Regions from separate parts of the Rattus norvegicus genome. Here region 1 is linked to region 2. Evidence: chromatin contacts called from public Hi-C data. All regions are on one chromosome and are shown on one strand. The core of a region is the stretch at or near the end of the contact, and the rest is flanking DNA. Distances in the headings are between cores, read along the strand shown.

Region 1 (5,410 bases), core at 540-3,039, 290 kb before region 2:
TCTTTACATTTCTTACCACTAAAGAGACACCAGTCGTCAGCCGAAACTTTAGAGTTGCCTGGGAACTTGACCCCGTGAAGGGATTTCCAAGACCCACCAGAACGATCCCAGTCTAAAGATAGTCTCTTTAATTCTTAGACATCTAAAGGGTTATACTGTTTGCCTGTCGTGAACTGTCTGTCCTGAGGCCTCCCAGCTCCCCCGAGGTCCCATCCATCTTGGTACTAATCTCTCCCCCCCAAGCCACTGGCACTTTGTTCCCAGAACATTGACCTCAGCAGAGGAGAAACAGCTGGTGGACAGTTTATCCACAGTAACCCTTCGAAGCCTTGTGCAAGAGACCAGTGAGCACAGTTTTCATAATTCTCCTATAGTCTCATTTTTCAGCTCTTGCTCATGTGTCAAATGTCACAGCATTTAAAAAAAAAATGCCAGTGCCTATAAAATACCACAGAAAGGCAAAAATGTCCCCGCTTGACATATACATGCAGGAAGGACCCTACTTCTGGAGGCTTTTGAGTTTCTTTTTTCGGGGGGTGGAGTGGGGTAGGGGGTTAAAGATAGCTCCAATTCTAAAAGTATCACGTCAGTTCCCAAAACTTGTTTGTTCTGAGAAGCCCAACATTGCTGTGTCCAAATTGCATTTATAAAATTGTATCCATCAACCAGGAGCAATATAAGTTGTTAGAAATGCATTCCGGCTTCTTAATTTTAAAAGTACGTCCCTCGGAACACGAGCTTCTAAGTCCCTCTGTGCTGGGGACTGAGGGAGGGGTATCTCTGAGCGTCTGGGCATTGAGTGGGGGCCTCAGATATTCACATTTAAAAGTATGAACAGCACAACCAGGGAACGTTTTAGTGCCTCCTTGCTTACCCTTCATCAGCTGTAAAAGAAACTTTGACTGGAGGAGCATGAAGTAAGGGGGGTGAGCCAAGACCGAAAGGAGTCTCAGCTGCAAAGCGGGGTTTATGTGCCTGCAGTCTGGAGGGGTAAAGGTGGCCCCTAAATACAGCATCAGAACAGAGATGCAGTGGGCCCCCTCTCCCCTCCCCTCCCCTTCCTCCATGTCTTCTTTCAGACGTGATTGTATTTCTTGAGAACATTCCTGCATATTTTTCCTGAACTTTTCTGTGAAGTACATCTGAGGGGCTGGCGGGGAGAGGGGAGTGGCTCAGCAGTTAAGAACAGTCAATGCTTTTGCAGAGGATTCAAATTCAGTTCCCAGCACCCACGCTAGGCACCTCCACGGGCACCTGAAGTCACATGCAGATACCCAAACACATAATTAAAAGTAAAATAAATCAGTAGCAATGATAACAAAAGAATAACGCACATCAGGGTATTCTGTTTATAGTTGGATTTTTTCTTTCTTTTTTCTTTCTTTTTTTTTCTTTTTAAATTTTACATGTATGGATATTTTGCCTGCATGCCTGTTCACTGTGTGCACGCCAGTTTCCTGCAGAAGGTGTCAGACTACCTGGAACTGGAGTTAAGTATGGCTTGAGCTCGGATGTGGATGCTGAGAATGAAACCCACGACCTCTGCAAGAGCAAGCTCAACTTCTGGTTCACTGTCCAAGCCCCCTTGTTGTTCGTTTAAGTTTACACGGGAGCTCGCGTAACCGAAACCGGCCTGGAACTCCTGATCCTCTCTCTGCCTCCCTGGAGCAGAGGTTGTAGGTGTGGGCCACCAGAGCCAGCTGTATCAGACTTCTTAACTCACTGAGTAACAGAACCCGGATGCTATGACCCTGGAGCTGTGCGCTGTGACATCGCCTCTGGCCACCAGATGGCAGACGTTCCTTCGGCATGTTCCGTGAGGCGGCTGCCTGGGACGCTTGGGTATCAGTAAGACTTGGAAGGCATAAAAACAAAACATGGGCTCTCACAGGCGAACCGAGCTCCTGGTGGTTTAACCGTGCTCTACTCACCTCTGTTCCTTCTCTGGGCGTTTGCAGATCCCTATTTGTAGCACTTCCCCTCAGCCGCCTGCGCCTGGCTGGCTGCCAGTAAGACGGCACGGCACCTGACTTCATCCTTCGGGTATCACCAAAGTGGTACCACCTTTCCTGCCCAGTCCCCCGCTTGTGAACACACTGTGCCCTGTTCAAACACTGCCTTCTCAAACATCCTGGCTTACTTATCGTCTCTCCTTTGGCACAAGACACAGAACCCCAGAGGAAGGGATGGCTTTGCTCCCACAATAGGAGAAGGACTTCATTCAGGTCTGTATTACCAGTCCCTCCTGTCTATTGTCTAAGACTGTGGCCTGATGGATAACCAGGCTGTATGTATCTAATGTGCATGCCTTTGTGTCGCTGAGGCTAAGTACACAGCATACTACCATAGAATATATGCTCAGTCAGGTAAGATGCAATAGGGGTTGCCTAATAGGCTTGATGCTGGCTTAGATTTTCAGTGACTGAATGGAGGATTAATCACAGATTTTGTAGGAGGTTAAACATCACCTGCAAAGCAGGAATTTATGGAAGCTGTAGGAAGATGTTTGTGTGAAATAAAATATGCCCCACACCCATGTTGGTCTAGACCGTTAGCTATGAGAAACAAACAAAGCTGAGCACAACAGACTTGACCAAGAGAAACCCTTCAAAAGATACATCCTCAGCTCTTCCGTCTAGGACAGCCCATTTGTAAATGAGTGCGAGATTATATCGGATGTCCTGCCCTTGATGATTATAAGGACCTGGTCAAGGGACCCCTGTCCAGTTTGACTGTAAATGTGTGTGTGTATGCCCGTGCACGCCTGTCCTTCTCGGCCTCTAAATAGAGGGTTCTAAGCTCTCTAACCCAGCAGTGGAGGCCAATCATTAAGCTAAGAGACAGCTGACTTCTGGAAACGAAGCTGTGTGTTAAGGGTAGTGAGACGCCTTGCAAATCTTTCTAAGTCTTTGGGTGTGAGCAGAAATGCTGGCCGCTTCCCTGCCCCCACCTTCGGAGCTGGAAGGAGGAAAGCTGCTCCTGAAGTTTGTCAGGCTCATTCTCTCCCTCCAATATGCCCACCGTCCTGTTAGTGGCCGGTGGCATGGCTGACTGTATTTCCATGGTAAACTCCAGCAAGGACGTTCAAAGCATCCCCAGGGTCTTTCCTCTCTGCCATCTGCTTCCTTCCTAATTCCCTTCTTCAGCCTCCCCTTTCTGTACATCTTCACCCCAACCTCTGCCCCAGCCCCTGTGAAATAAGGGACAAAAACCACTGCCTCCCCCATCAGATCCCAACCTGCCTTTTGCCCCGGACAGATCACGAGATACACCTTGGTGCACTCAATAAAGAGGGATTGTTTTGGTAATCCAAGCAAAGCTAAGAATGTTTAAATTCCTCCCACTCTCTCCTCACCACAATGTGAGATGAATCCAACTATGTTGTAAGAGCGTGGCCACAGGCCTGCACTCTTAAGCTGAGAAACGTTGCAGCAAACTTTCCTTGTATAGCAATGTTATCAGCCAAGAACTCTGGCCTTAGCCCTGCCATTGAGAAATCTGGAGAACTTTCTCCTTGTCCACATGGACTTTCAGAAGTTTCTGCCTAGTCGGCATCTGTAGTGTTCATAATATGTGATGATGTAAGGATGCTGTGGTGACTTCTCTCCTCAGAGACCATTTGTACTTTTGGTCCAATAGAGGCTTAGCAATATTTCGGGAACCCTCAAGCCTGATGCTCTGTGGCACATTTAAGGGATGGTAGATGTTAGAACTGGCAGTTGGGATGCATGCAGTAGATGGCAGTGAGAACACTGCGTCCCTTCCATGTGTAAGCATGTGTGTGCGTGTGAGAGAGTGTGTGCATGTGCACGTGTGTATGTGCACGTGCACTCGTGTGTGTGTGCGCGCACGCATGTGTGTGCATGTGCACTCATGTGTGTGTGTGTGTGTGTGTGTATTTCCCAGCATATGATGAAGTTGGCCTTTACCTTTTTAGTTTTCTCTGAGTATAAATTTTGGAGAATTTCATTTTCCCTGTTCTTTGTGCACATACTCGTGTACATGTATAAGGAGAAGTCAGACAATCTTAGGCCTCCAGGGGCATTCCCTTCCCCCCTTTAGAGGTAGGGTCTGTCATTGACTTTGAATTGGCTGAGTGGGTTAGGATGACTGGCAAGGTAACTGCTTGTCTCTGTTCCCCAGTGCTGAGATTACAAGGCACTCACTATATCTGTCTGTCTGTCTGTCGTCTATTTACCTATCTATAATCAATCTTTCTATTGGTGCTATTACCAATTTATTTACCCATTTATTGCTTTTTAGACAGTATCACTGTAGAGTGTTGGCTGACCTATAATGCTCTCTGTAGACCAGACTGGTCTTGAACACAAAGGTCTTGCCTCTGCCTTCCAAGTGCTGGGAGTGCTGGTGTGCACCACCACACCTGGCAAATGGAAATGCATTTATTGATTTGAGGGCAGGGGGAGCAGGGTTTTACCATGTGGCTCTGGTTGGGCTAGAACTCACCCCGTAGACCAGGCTGACTTCAAACCCACCGAGATCTGTGTGTTTCTGTCTCCGTCTGAATCCTGGGATTAGAGGTCTGTGCTGCCACGGCTGGTTTACACTCAGCCTTTCTTCCATGGGTTCTAGGGATCAGGGCATGGGCTGCAGACTGAGCTGTCTCCCAGCCTTCTATTCCCACTGTGGTTAGAGGCACCCCATACCATTTCGGCTTAATGTCTGTGGTCAGAAAGCCTTAGTACTTTGTCCTTTAGGAACATAGCTTCTTAATCTTGCCTGGAGGCAGCATCATGGTTTATATGCTTGTCATCCTTGAGCAGTTGATAGCTAGTGTTAGTCTTTAGATCTCAGATTCCTCTCTCTGCCCACCTAGGATCCGGCGCAGTCTTTTGCCTACGGCTGGCGTTCGGTGATTATTGGTTGGCGCAAAGCTTGCTGTGCTTGGAGCTGTTTGCTGTGACCTTTCCACTATCCCTTCCTTTCCAGGACCTTAAATCTTTGGTATGTTGCAGAAGAGGCGGACACGTGAAGGGATGGGCAGGAAGAAGGAATGGGTAGGAGACAGGCAAGGCTGAGCTGCTGTGACGGGCAACCTCAAAGGCCTAGGAATGCATTAAAGCCCTAGGGTGATTAGAGGAAGTGACTGGGCAGTGAGAGCCCTGTCCCAGTGCTGGAAGACATGGGCTGTGCACTGGCTGTTTAGAAAGGTGTGCATCAGGACCTATGGATTAATTAGTAGGATACTTCGAGGTCCCTAATGGGTCACTAGGGCGTTAAAATACAATGGGAACAATGGTTAATATGTTCCTACGTGGGGGACCAAGACTTGAGCAAGGAAATGGGAGTTGAGTCTAACTCAAAAGATGTCAGGTGCTAGCCAAGGAGTTTGGGTTTCAGCTCCACGGATGGTGTTCTGCGACATCCCAGGAACCCTAACCAGGAAAAT
Region 2 (5,215 bases), core at 1,404-3,903:
ACCCGGAAGGCCTTCTAGGCCTTTGTTCATCTCCGATACGAATGGATTAAAAATTTGTTTTTCTTTTACGCCCTCCGCACAGGTGTCATCATATGAATTGACCGCGATGAGAGTCTCTCACAGTAAATGAGCTACCATCCATTCTTGTTTCAAATGCCTCACCGTGCAAGGGCTAGCAGGAACTGAGGAAAACCAGAAGACACTGTCCAAGGACAGCAGTCAACCTCACAACACAGCAACAGAGGGAACAGTCAGGTTGTGCTTACTAATTGTTATCTAGAACTTATGCGAACAAAAGTGCAGTACACTCCCAGCGATGCAAACATTTAACTCCACCTGTCAGCTCTGTTCATTTTATTACACACACACACACACACACACACACACACACACACACACACACGAGGGAGAGTTCCATAAGTTTAGACCTTTTTTATTAAAATCTGCCGTGTTGTGCTCTTCTTCCAAGTCTGAGACCTCCACTCCTTTCTCCCTCCTCATTCTAAAACCCATTTAGGATTACTCCCAGCCTGAATGGTCTTTGTGTAACGTACTCCATGTTACCTTCCCTGAGCCAACTGAGGACGTTAGAAACGGGTGGTATCTACATCAGTCTCTTACAGATAGGCAGACCAAGAACTATTTCCTTCCTCCCAGGCTGCGTTCTAACTGCTGTGACTGTTCGAATGTGCACACCTTATCCCCTTCCCAGGAGAATTCAGCACCTCGCCACACAGCATCTCAGCGACCAGCCAGAGAGCACCTGCTGTATGCCCCACAACTTCTCATTTAATCCTCAACCACCCACAGAGGTGGATGCGTCCTTTAAGTTGCTAAGCAACCCCAAGGTCGCCAACTAAGAAGCCCTGGACCAGGATTTGAGCCCAAGTCTGTCTAATTCCACAGTCTATGCTCTTAGTCACTGTAAACAGGGGCTCCGCCAGAAATAACTAACAACCAGGAAAAAAAATAGAAAAGAAAGGGGCGCTGCACATTCCTACATCACTGTGGGCATTGGTTGGGGACAAGGGGACAGCTCCTAGATGATGAGGGCTGACACAGGGACAAGCTACTTTGTTTTGAAATCAGTGTAGCAAAGTTTGGTCAGCAATTACATGTCTCTTCATCCATTGATTCAACAAAAATTTAGAATTAACTTGTGTGTTGGACACTCCAGGAGCTAAACACAGGTTAGTGACTTAGGCTCATCCTTGTTGTCATGGAGTCTGGCTTCAGGGGATCAGGAAAACAGAACAGGTTTGGTGATGCTGAGTCTGGGCTAGACTGGTCTCCCGGGAGAGGTGACATTTAAGCAGAGAAGAGAGAAACACTGTAACAAGAAAAGGCCAGCCAGGTGGTGAGAGAAGCAGATGCAGAGGCCCAAGAGAAGTCATGAATGGAGCACAAAGCCCACCACAGTTACAATGTAGTGGGAGGTGTGGTCCCCTCCGCCCCCAGTGATCAGGATCCGAACCTGACCTGTAAGAAGGGGGTTGATTCTAAGTCCCTCCCAGGGCTTTATAAGGGATAAATAAATAAATAAAGTGTAAGCACAGAACACCTAGAATGCTATTGGGTGCCTAGGACCCAGTTCAACAAGTCACTGATAGTCCTGTCGTTTTATCTCATATATGATATAAGGTATATTATATTGACATATATGGTATCACATACCAGCTTATTTCTAACCTGATCATCTTTAATCCCAGGGGAAACTATACTGCTGGCTTTATAATGGCTTCCTCAAAGTCTTGGACTCCCTGTCCTGAGAAGACCAGATTGGTATTATTTCAATAGACATAGGAGACACAATGGCTCCGGCCACACTCTTTGACCCCCATGCCCTGGGCTCCCCAAACCTGACTCTTCAGGAGGAAAATTCATGGCCTTTAGGATTAAGTTAATGCTTCCTGAAGTCTCCACCCATCACTAGTATCACAGAGAGAACTAGCTTCACAAACAGTCCTCGAATCTGAGAAGGGTTAAAACTTCACTTCGTATCAAAGATGGGCTAGGGGTGAGATGGCTCAGTGGGTAGGGATGCTTGCTGTCTAGCCTACCAACCTGAGCCTGATCCCGGAGCCCACATGATAGGAAAAAACGGATTTCTACAGAGTTGCTTTCTGAACCCCTCCCACAGGTGCACACATGTGTCCACGCACACAAATAAAACATAACAAAAATCAATCTTCAAAAAATATTCTAAGATGGTAAAGTGGATGCAGGAGGGTCTTGAGTTTGAGGCTAGCCTGGACTACATGAGACCATCCCAAACTAATAATTAAGTATAGTAATTTAATTTCCTCCCATGTCCTTCTTGCCTGGAGTGGAACATTTCCTTTCAAAGAAAATAGGACAAGGAAGAAAGAAAAATAAATCATTCAAGGTAAGGAGGCCTGGCAGACTCCAGGCTATTGTAGCACGGGCCCTAAGCAGGGCAGATCTGGAGGGTTCAGTGAGCTGCCAACGGGATGAACTCAGAGCCAAAGGGGGACGTTGGGGCCATGTGAGAGCTGCCTTCTGCTCTGCACAACCTCTCCCCAAATCCCTTCCTCTGCTGCTGGGCTTATTTTTCATCTTTTTATCAGGATGGGTTAAAGGGCAAACCACAGGCAGAGAGAAACCACAACAAGCCTGTGCCTGCTGGAATGGGAATCTCCCAAACCACTTGTAAGGCCGGGGAGAGTCGCCCAGTGTCCCAGCCCAACCTGTCTTCAGTGAGGCTGTCAAAGTTCAGATTCTCCCCCTCCCGGCAGAGCAGACATCTGAGTGTATGCTATGTGGAAGCTATCAAAACCTCCCAGGTCCTGAATCTTCTGACTTGCTCGTCCACTCAACAAACACTACAGTTCCGAGGGACTTGCTCCACACCACTTACTGCCTCCAATACAACATGGCACAAAATGTGCAAGTCCCTGCCCTGGGAGCTCTGGGGACCAGCATGGCACATTACTCAATACTGGGTGGCAATAAACACAGAAGAAACCACTCTTTCCTACTTGTTCTCATTAGGCCTTTAGGAGTAGGTAAACCAGCATCATGGAGCTTTCTGAAGCCTGCCGATAGACAGCTTGCATGCTCAGCCCTCATGGCAGCTGCCATAGCTGTTCATGCAGCAGCAGCAACTGGAAAAACAACAACAACAAAACAAACCAACACCTACCCAGCTGAGCTAATACCCATCTGCAAGAAGCAGTGAAGCTCAGGCAGCCAGGAAGCACACACAGAAGTCTTTAGTTTCTTTGTTTTCACTAAGGATCTACAGGAAGTGAACTTCAGATACTTGGGAGGACAGAATAGTCCCCAGAAGACTGATTTATTAAAGGCATCATGTGGAGAGGTACAACCTTCAGGAAGCAGGTTATAGCGAGAGGACTTTGGGCCATTGAGGACAGGCCCCTGAAGAGGTAGTGAGAGCCCAGCCTTTTCTGTCCCTGCCTAGACATGAGGTGAATAATAATGTTGTTCTGTAATGCTTCCCACCTCGAGCGCTGCCTTACCACATGCCCACACAACAGAGACAGTTCTGAACAAGGCCCTCCAAAACAGTGAGTCAAGAGAAACCTTTTTCTCCTGATAAGTTAATGATCCCAGGAATCCTGTTATGGTGATGAAAAGCTGACTGAAACCCTCAATTTTAATCTAGATAGTCCACAGGAAGGAAGGGCTTTCGTGAGCTAGCAAGAGTAGTCATTTCGGAGAGGAACAATGCTAAGCTTCAGCAGAAGAGCTAATGACAGATGTGGTGGTTTGAATATGCTTGGCCCAGGGAGGTGTGGCCTTGTTGAAGTGGGTGTGGCCTTCTTGGAGGAAGTGTATCACTGTGTAGGTGGGCATTGAGATCTTCCTAGATACTTGCAAGACAGTCTTCTCTTGTTTGCCTTTGGAACAAGATGTAGAACCCTCAGCTTCTCCAGTGCCAAGTCCGCCTGGATGCTGCCATGCTTCCACCATGATAGTGGACTGAACCTCAGAACCTGTAAGCCAGCCCCAGTTAAATGTCCTTTATAAGGGTTGCCTTGGTCATGGTGTCTGTTCACAGAGTAAAACTTTTAAGATAGCACAGGAGGCTGGAAGGAAGAGCAGGACACGGTAGAAGGAAGAGTGGTTATAAAGGGGACGGGATGTGAGCACACGTGTTGCACTTGGGAAGACAGAGTCGCCTCAGGTGAACACAATGAGGTTCAAGAAAAGCAGAGGGGGAAACGGCTGAAACTTTAATAATCATACAGTCCATGCTAAGGAGAAAAGAATCACAAATCTGTATGACCCAAGAGACACAAAGCCAGATGTGCTTTCAAAGGTACCATGGACGAGAACTTGGGAGAAAGATGCAGAAGCCACAAAAAAAAAAAAAAATAATAATAATAATAATAATAATAATAATAATAGCTGGAAGTTGATGGGAATAGTCCAGGTGCTGGGAAGACCTGGGAGAAGGAGAGGGGAGAATGGTGTCCTCAGAGATGGGCCTGTTAGATACTCACACCACTCAAGTGGTGGGGAAGGCTTTCTCTTCAGTGGACTCCCTTCATATACTTCGTAAACCACAAGAAAGAAAAGTGGCCGGGGCTGGCCTGAGGAGTTCCAGCAGCTATGCCCTGCCCCCCAACTGTTATAACTGTCATCTGCAAACCCTCAACGGGACCCTCCCGGGGTTATGCTAATTTAAGTGAAAAGTCAAAACAAAAGCCACCAATCCCTGAACAGGAAAACCCACCAATCCCTGAGCTCCCCCAAGCTCAGGACTTGAAATCCCACCAATCCTCACCCTGAAAATCACCCTAGAAAGCTCCACCCCACAAAAGCCCCTATAACCTTGTCCAGTTCCCTGCAGCTGTCTGTTCCCTCCCAGGAGCATAAGCCTCCCGGACTCGTCTCTCCATACCCCTGACCTTCCAATAAATCTCTTTCATGAGCTTTGCTACCAGGTGTGATTGTCTCATACAAGAAGACAAGCAATAAAGAAAAGAGACAGAGCAGACCCCTGAGCTTCTCTGCTCAGCTAGGGATACTCTCCCCTAGAGAGTAGGGAGCTGAGGAGGCTTCCTCTCAGAGCTGTGTGTCTCAGGACGCCCTTCCATTAGGACACTGTCCCACCTCACAGCTATGTGGTTCCTGGCCTTCCAAGTCCCAGGACACCTTCCCATCCAATCAGAAAGACCAACAGTGCTGAGCTCAGACCACATCGATGGACAGGGGGACAGCAGCAAGG

What was found. Hi-C and Micro-C count contacts between places; a contact is called where the count stands out from the background.
Region 1: a contact with region 2 is called in a Hi-C map of Schwann cells, with 7 times the contacts expected there. The contact joins two enhancer-like sites. A contact is called at or near these places in 9 of 12 Hi-C or Micro-C datasets (the A7r5 cell line, Schwann cells, frontal cortex and 5 more) and 1 of 1 datasets of contacts at active chromatin or transcription factors (oligodendrocytes).

The regions. Positions count from the first base shown.
Region 1 is chr14:2,937,015-2,942,424 of GRCr8, reverse strand. No RefSeq gene overlaps it. Among named protein-coding and RNA genes, the nearest start is that of Cdc7, 30 kb to the left of the region's middle. Within about 2 kb of position 1,789, at least 7 of the 93 cell types and tissues checked have an H3K27ac peak or open chromatin away from gene starts, as enhancers often do. A contact at or near this core is called in Schwann cells, where this site is marked.
Region 2 is chr14:2,643,264-2,648,478 of GRCr8, reverse strand. The region is part of intron 1 of Tgfbr3 (transforming growth factor beta receptor 3); the gene reads right to left. Among named protein-coding and RNA genes, the nearest start is that of Tgfbr3, 12 kb to the right of the region's middle. Within about 2 kb of position 2,653, at least 2 of the 93 cell types and tissues checked have an H3K27ac peak or open chromatin away from gene starts, as enhancers often do. A contact at or near this core is called in Schwann cells, where this site is marked.